Regions from separate parts of the Canis lupus genome. Here region 2 is linked to region 1. The links are chromatin contacts, called in public Hi-C maps. All regions are on one chromosome and are shown on one strand. The core of a region is the stretch at or near the end of the contact, and the rest is flanking DNA. Distances in the headings are between cores, read along the strand shown. Region 1 holds the start of IRX1 (iroquois-class homeodomain protein IRX-1). Region 2 holds the start of IRX2 (iroquois-class homeodomain protein IRX-2).

What was found. Hi-C and Micro-C count contacts between places; a contact is called where the count stands out from the background.
Region 2: a contact with region 1 is called in a Hi-C map of blood, with 4 times the contacts expected there. The contact joins the promoter of IRX2 here to the promoter of IRX1 in region 1. A contact is called at or near these places in 3 of 9 Hi-C or Micro-C datasets (amygdala, blood and skin fibroblasts).

What each region holds. Positions count from the first base shown.
Region 1 is chr34:9,686,700-9,690,266 of UU_Cfam_GSD_1.0, forward strand. IRX1 (iroquois-class homeodomain protein IRX-1) reads right to left here and starts at 1,534. Exons shown (of 4, transcript XM_038583257.1): 1 at 1,256-1,534. The coding sequence starts at 1,534.
Region 2 is chr34:10,369,516-10,372,841 of UU_Cfam_GSD_1.0, forward strand. It overlaps IRX2 (iroquois-class homeodomain protein IRX-2), which reads left to right and starts at 1,750. Exons shown (of 5, transcript XM_038583349.1): 1 at 1,750-1,995; 2 at 3,293-3,326. The coding sequence starts at 1,750. LOC119867475 (a long non-coding RNA gene) reads right to left here and starts at 2,624. Exons shown (of 4, transcript XR_005383701.1): 1 at 2,387-2,624; 2 at 518-654; 3 at 1-48.

The DNA.
Region 1 (3,567 bases), core at 284-2,783:
ATACCTTGTAAATCTCTCATCGCTTCCCTGGCATCCCCAGCCGCCAGAACAAAATGGGAGCTGATCTTTTTCGATAGCGAGCGGTCTGAAAGGCAGCTGGGGCCGCTTTCAGAGAAATAGCCTTTCTTTTCAAAACTACAAGAAAAGTTACAGAAAACCCCACCAGCCGCTTTGCTCGTGTACAGTGGGCCGGTATTTATTTCCTGGCTCTTCTTCTGCGGGGAGCCGGGACACGTGGGGGGGGGGGGGCTGCAAACGGCCCTTACCCCGAGGGCAGCAGCAGCGCCAGAGGGGCTGCCTCCCCGGCCCCCGGGCCCCCCGCGCCCGCGCGCAGTTCCCCAGGAGCCCGAAGTTTAAGCGCGACCTTGCAGTCAGACCAGGGAAAATGGATCCTCTGCACCGACAGAATGGCGAATGCCCCGCCGAGAATGAAATTTGCAGCTCCCTCCCCCCATCTGACACCCACTGGGACGGGAGACTAAGAGGACAGCATTTATTTTAAGCCCAGGGACTCTGTTTTCTTTAATCCTCCATTATGTAACGCGGAAAGAAAAGTGCTTTTCATTCGGTGCAAAAGAAATGAAAACTTTGGCAACTTAACGAAAGTCAAAGCAAACACCGTTTCGGACGCCAAAATCATTTCCACTCTCCCCCCCCCCCCCCCCCCCCCCGCTAAATCTCAGAACTGCACACCCTCCAATACGAGACCCCATCCGGCCCCGTCTCATCTCCCCATTGTTGGGTTTACTTCGATCAAGTCTCCGAGGCTTTCCAGGGTTCCCTCCGGCCAAGTCGGACACAACCACAGGAGTCACCGACGCGGGAGAGCACCGAGCGCCCCCCGCCCGGCCCCCGAAGCCCGAGAGGTCGCGCGAGCCGAGTCCGCAGGCCGGCCCGGGGCGTCCCGCCGAACCCGGCCGCGCGGCCGGAACCCCGCCCGCCGAGCCCAGGGGGGCGCGAGCGCCTGGGGCCCCCACCTCCCGCCCGCGCGGCGCGCGCCCCGGGCCTGCGCCTCCGGCCTCCGGCCTCCCTCCCGCCTCCCGCCTCCCGCCGAGCCCCGGGTCGCGGCCCAGGCCTCCCGCCTCCCCCGGCCCCGAGCCGCCGCGGCCGTCGCCCGCCGGCCTCCCCGCGCCCCCGCCGCCGCGCGCCCCGCGGGCCAGGCCTCCCCGCGCCCCTCGCTCCCCCCCTCGCCGCCCTCCCCCGCTCCTGCGGGGGAGCGGCCGAGGCGGGGGCGCGGGCAGGCCCGCGCACTCACCATCTGCGAGAAGAGGCTGAGGTCGGCGGCGTAGGGCAGGAAGGCGCTGTAGTTGGGCGCGCCCGCGTAGGGGCCGGCGGCCGCGTACATGCCCAGCACCGAGGTGACGGCGGCCGCGCCCGCGCCCGCGCCCGCGCCCAGCTCCGCCGCCCCCGGCCGGCCCGACGAGGCGGCCGGCGGCGGCGGCGGCGGCGGCCAGCACCCCCGGCGCTCGCCGCCGTAGGCGCCCGGCCCCGCGGCGCTCAGGTACTGCGGGTAGCCCAGCTGCGGGAAGGACATGTCCGCGGATCCGCGGCGGCGGCGGCGGCGGCGGGCAGTATTAAAGGGGCGGGGGCGGGGGCGGGGGCGGGGGTCGGCGCGGCGCGGCGGGGGTGGGGGCGGGGGCGGGGGCGGGGGCGGTGGGAGCGGGCGGCCGGCCGGGCGCACTCGGGCCGGCCCGGCGGCGGGGGCCGGTGGCTGCTGCTCGGCCCGGTGCTCGCTGGCGCCCGGCTCCCGGCTGCGCCCGGCTCCGCGATCCCGCGCCGACTGCGGCGGCCGCCCTCCGCTCGGCGGCGGGGCTTTCAGACACAATTTGAAGTTGATGCTTTGATTGGCATCCCCTTGAGCGCTGGCCCCGCCCCCGGCTCCCCGCCCGCCCCCTCCCCCGCCTGCCTCCCGCCCGCCCCAGCCGGCCGCTCCCGCCCCTCCCGGCGAGCACGTGGTGCTCCGCGCCGGTCGGGCCACCTCCGTCCGCCGTGGGCGCGCGAGCTGCGGGGCGGCGGGTGCGGGGCCGCCGGCCGCGGGCTGCTTCCCGGCCGGGCCCCGCCGCCGTCTCCCGCCCTGCGCGCGCCGGCTCGCAGCTGTCGGACCCCGGGGCGAGCCGCGTCCGAGCCGAGGTGCGTCTCTCTTTCAGGGAAACCCCTCGGCGCCGGCTCCTCCGCCGCTCGGGCAGCGGGGCCGGCGCTGGGGCGCCGACGGCCGGCGGGCAGCGGCCTGGCCTCCGAGGTGGCGCTGCCTCCGCGTCCCCGGACCCCCGGGCAGGAGCGCACCCCGGTGCCCCTCGGCGCGGCGCGGCGCGGCGTCCGCGGGCCCCTAGGTCTTCGCGGGTCACCCGGCAGTGCAGACGCGGGAGGCGGCCGAGCTCTGCGGGCTTCTGCAGTTGGGAAAACTTTGAGCCGGGGCAGCCGGGAAGCCGCCGCGACAGGTTCTTGGAGGCGGGGGTGGGCACCGTCTTTGCTGGAAAATCGCCACTGCGGGGGGGAGGGAGACGTTCCGCCCCCGCCCCGGCGATGGAGGAGCCGAGTGTGGCTCCGGGCCCTCGTCTGTCCACTAGGTGTGCACGTGCAAGAAGCCAACTTGCGTGGCGGTCTGCGGCCCGCGGCGGCGCCGCCACCAGCCCGGGGACAGGCCGTCCTCTCCTCCGTCCCTCTCTCTCCCTCCCTGCCTTCCTCCCTCTCGTCTGTCGTCGGCCGGAAGAGCGAGAGGACACTGCCGTGAACCCGGCGCTCGGGGCAGGCTCCAGGTCCGCGCTGGGGCTCGGACGACCGGGGCAGGTCCTCCTCGCCTCCCGGTGCACGGCACATCTGTCGGGCAGGCCGCGTCCCCGTGCCCCGGGCGGCTTGGTCCCGCGGACCACGTAGGGAGTGTGCCCAGGATACCCACCCCGGGTCGGGATCGCTTTTCCTGCCAGCTCCTAGCAGCAGCCAGCGCCGGGCACCACTCCCTGCCCTGCAGGGAGGGACCACTGGACCCGCAGGAATGTCACCCGCGCACTGCGGTGTCAGCCTTGGTTTGGGCCACTTCCGTTGGCGGAGTGGAGGCTGGCTGGCCTCTGGGCCATGTCCTCGGTGTGCTGTGCTGCTGACGACCTAGGCCATCCGCGGGCACTCTGGACCCAGCGACCTGGCCTCCATCCCATAGCCCCCCTCCTCCCCTCCAATTGCCTGGATCATGCAGGTGGAGTGAGTGACTCTTCAACCATCAGGAAGGCTCCCATTTCCCCATTTCGGGGCCTGAGGACACACAGAGAGCCACTGCCTATAATTAGCAACAATAACGCCCATAATACTAATTACTAATTACCAGCTCCATAATCAGGCTTTAATTTCTCCCCTCAGTCAGACTTTCTTCCTGCTCCTGCTGTCCCTTCGCCCCTTCCCCGACCACTCCCCGACCTCTGCTAACTAGCCCTTGCTCACTCTAGAAATCCTCTGCAGCTGCCTGGGCACCTTTCCTGCTTGGAGGCAGATTCTGGGGTGTGGGCAGTGAGCACTAACCACTCCCAATCTCAGAAGTCACTATATGGCAGCTTCCTCCTGCTCCAGACCCACCAC
Region 2 (3,326 bases), core at 500-2,999, 680 kb after region 1:
GGTTCTTCCCAAGCCCAACACTCTGGTTTGCAACTGGCTTCCTGGGACCTAGGAAAAGAAACACAGCTTAACTGTGTCTTGAAGGTTCTGCTGTGGGCAGGCCTGGGCTGCAGGCTCTCCGTCCCCCCACTGCAGCCTGGCCAGGCCAGGGCCTGCTGGACCCCCGCAGAAGTCCATAACAGGGTTGGTGGGGCAGGTGCCGCAGGCCGCAGCAGCTCCCACCTGCAGCAATTCTACCGCACAGGTAACCCACCCCAGAGAGGGCCTCCGAGGAAAAGGCACCTGTTGGGTGGGTGCCCTGCCCAGGATAGTGCACACTGACACCCCGTGTGCCTTTTGGGCACCCCCCCATCCGTGACACCCCAGGAACCAGGTGCCTTCATCCTCCCGCCCCAGGTGCAGAAGGGGTGCAGAAGGGTTGGGGAGTGAAGGGTCTCTGGGGCTGGGGTCCCGGGGGGCCCCTGGCTAAGCACCTGCCTCTGGGCCCGAGAGGGAGCTCCGGAGCCCCTCGTTTTACCTGAGCCACCTGTGCTGCTGACAGCGCTCGCTCCCGCAGCCCTCCTTCTTCCTCCCGAGCGACAGCGACAGCGAGTCTTCACGTCGTGCAGAGGCGGTCTGTCCGGTGACAGTCATTCTCCGGAGCGCTTTACGACACTTGTCCCAAAGAAGAGTCAACTTATCAAAATACAATCAAGTACAGCGTTTCAGGGGTGACATCTTCCCGAGAGAAACACTGGCGGCGAGCGTCTACACCTTCCCAAGAGCGCAAAGTCCTGGCACGCAGAGCCCCGGGTGTCCCCCTAGGGACTGGGGAGCAGAAGCTCACCTCAGGGCCCTCCCCGATCCGGGGTCGCAGGCACGCGCTGGGCGGCGCGGGGCAGGCCACCGGACTCGAGGCCACGCGGGGAGGCTCCCCGGGCAGGCCCAGGAGCCCGGGGAGGGAGGGGGCGACAGCGGCGCACGCCACCCCCAGGAGGGCCCGGCTCCCTCCGCCCCGGATCCTGGCCCCGAGCCCGGGGTCACGCGCGCCGTCACCTGGGCCGGCCTCCTCGCGGCGCAGAAGGGTCCCCGACTGCGGGCGGCCCCCGCCCAGTCCTCGCGGGCCGAACGGGGAGGGGTGCAGGGGGCGGCGGGGGGCGCGATGGGGAAGGGGACGGGGGCGGCGGGAGGAGCCGGCCGGGGAGGACCGGGCTCCAGCCGCGGGCCGCGGGCTGGCGTCTGCGCCACAAAAGCCTGCGCGTCCCTCCCTCCTCCTCCTCCCCCGCCCTCCCGCCTCCTCCTCCGCCCTCCCCTCCCCTCCCCGCCCCTCCCCCGGCCGCGGCCCGGCAGCCGGGGCGGGCGGAGCGGGCGGAGCGGGCGGAGCGGGCGGAGCAGGGGAGGGGGCGGGCGCCCGAATATGCAGATGAGCGCGTGACGGACAGCTCCGCGTTCCAATGTCCCTCGGAAACTCGAGCGCTCCTTCCTCAACTCCTCACTCCCGACTCCAGACTCCCCCAAACCCCGACCGCCGGCCTGGCGCGCGGCTGCGCCCACCGGCTCCGCGCCGCCGCCGCCCCGCCGCCCCGCCGCCCCGCCGCCCCGCCGCGTCCCCGGCCCGCGGGCCTCCCGGGCTAGTGCGCGGGCCGGCCTGCCTCGGCCCGGGGCCCCCGCGCCCGCCGCCGCGCCGCGCCCCGGCCGGGCGTGGATGGAGGGCGCCGCGCGCCTGGCCGGCTGCTCGGCGTGAGGCGGGCCCCGCGCCCCGCGCCCACCATGTCCTACCCGCAGGGCTACCTGTACCAGGCGCCCGGCTCGCTGGCGCTCTACTCGTGCCCGGCGTACGGCGCCTCGGCGCTGGCGGCGCCGCGCAGCGAGGAGCTGGCTCGCTCGGCGTCGGGCTCGGCGTTCAGCCCGTACCCGGGCTCCGCGGCCTTCACGGCACAGGCGGCCACCGGCTTCGGCAGCCCGCTGCAGTACTCGGCCGACGCCGCCGCCGCCGCCGGCTTCCCGTCCTACATGGTAACGGCGCGCGGGCGGGTGGGGGGGACGCGGAGCGGCGGGCGCGGGGGCCGCGAGCGGGGCGCGGGGGCGCGGGGGCGCGGGGGCGCGGATTCGGGAGGCCGGAGCGGGAGGCAGCGCGGCCCGCCGGCGACGTCCGTCACACCGGGGGTCCGTCCCCCCCTCGACCCTCGGGGTCCTGGGTGCTGCTCCCAAAGAGCTTGAAAAGTGCGACACCGCCGGGGTCGGGAATGTGCCCTGGGTCGTCCTGCCTTCGCGCGCCCAAGCCAGGCGCAGGGTGCAGGGCCGGCCGGGGACTCCGGGAGCGGGGCTCGGCGCCCCTGGGGCCTCCCGGGCTAGGCCGGGCGCTTAAGCTTGACTTTCGGGGTTTGGGGGCGGGGGGGGGGCTCACCGGGAGGGGGAGGGAGCGGAGGGTCCGGCGGCAGCTCGCGGCCCTGCCCGGCGCGCCGCGATCTCGGCCTTCATCCGTCCCACAGGCCGTGCTTCCGAAAGACGCGGCGGCGGGCGTGTGGCAACCCTAATGCCGCTTCGGTCCCCCGAGTACCCAGGGCCGCTGCCGCTTGCCGGGCCTGGGGTCGTCCCGCTGGCCTCCGGGTCCGCAGCTGGGCCCGGCCCCGGTGCTGCTTACGCCCGTTTCGGACGATCGAGGCTGGGACGGAGGGGGGGGGGAGTGGGGCGCGGGGGGACTGTCGCCGCTGCCCGCCCTCGGTGGAATTCCAGGGCAGCGACAGTGGAACTGGGGCCTTGGCGGAGGCTGCAAATGTCTCGAATTTAAACGTTAAAGGCTGAATTAAAATGCTAATTACCGCGTATTTGAAGAATTCGAAACGGTGACTGGCTTCTGAGTTGCAAATTGGATTTGCCGAGCTTTAGAGCGGTGAATAGCGGAGCGGGGGCTCCGGGGTGGTTTTTTAACCGTAGAAGGGCGGGGACGGGGGAGTAGGGGGAGCCAGCCAGAGAAATTTAGATATCAAGGAAGTACCTGTGGGTCTCTGTGTGTGTATGATTGCGTACCTCTGTGCCCGCAGCTCGGGGACTTTTGGGGGAAGATGTGTCATTTTAGGAAAGTGAAATAGTTCAAAAATTCGAGATTAGAACGGCAGCGTTTTCGCAATCTGCAGCCTGTCTCGCCCTGTGCGCTGCGTTTTTTCCGCTCTTTTGCCGCGGGGAAGGAGGCTCCAGTGCGGGGCTCACCCTGGGAAGGGAGGCGTGGGGAGGGGGGGGGCGGAGGGGTCAGCTTTGGGCTGATGCGGGCCAGGCCCTCGCACACCCCTCACCAGGCTCTCCTTGGTTCCAGGGCGCGCCCTACGACGCCCATACGACCGGGATGA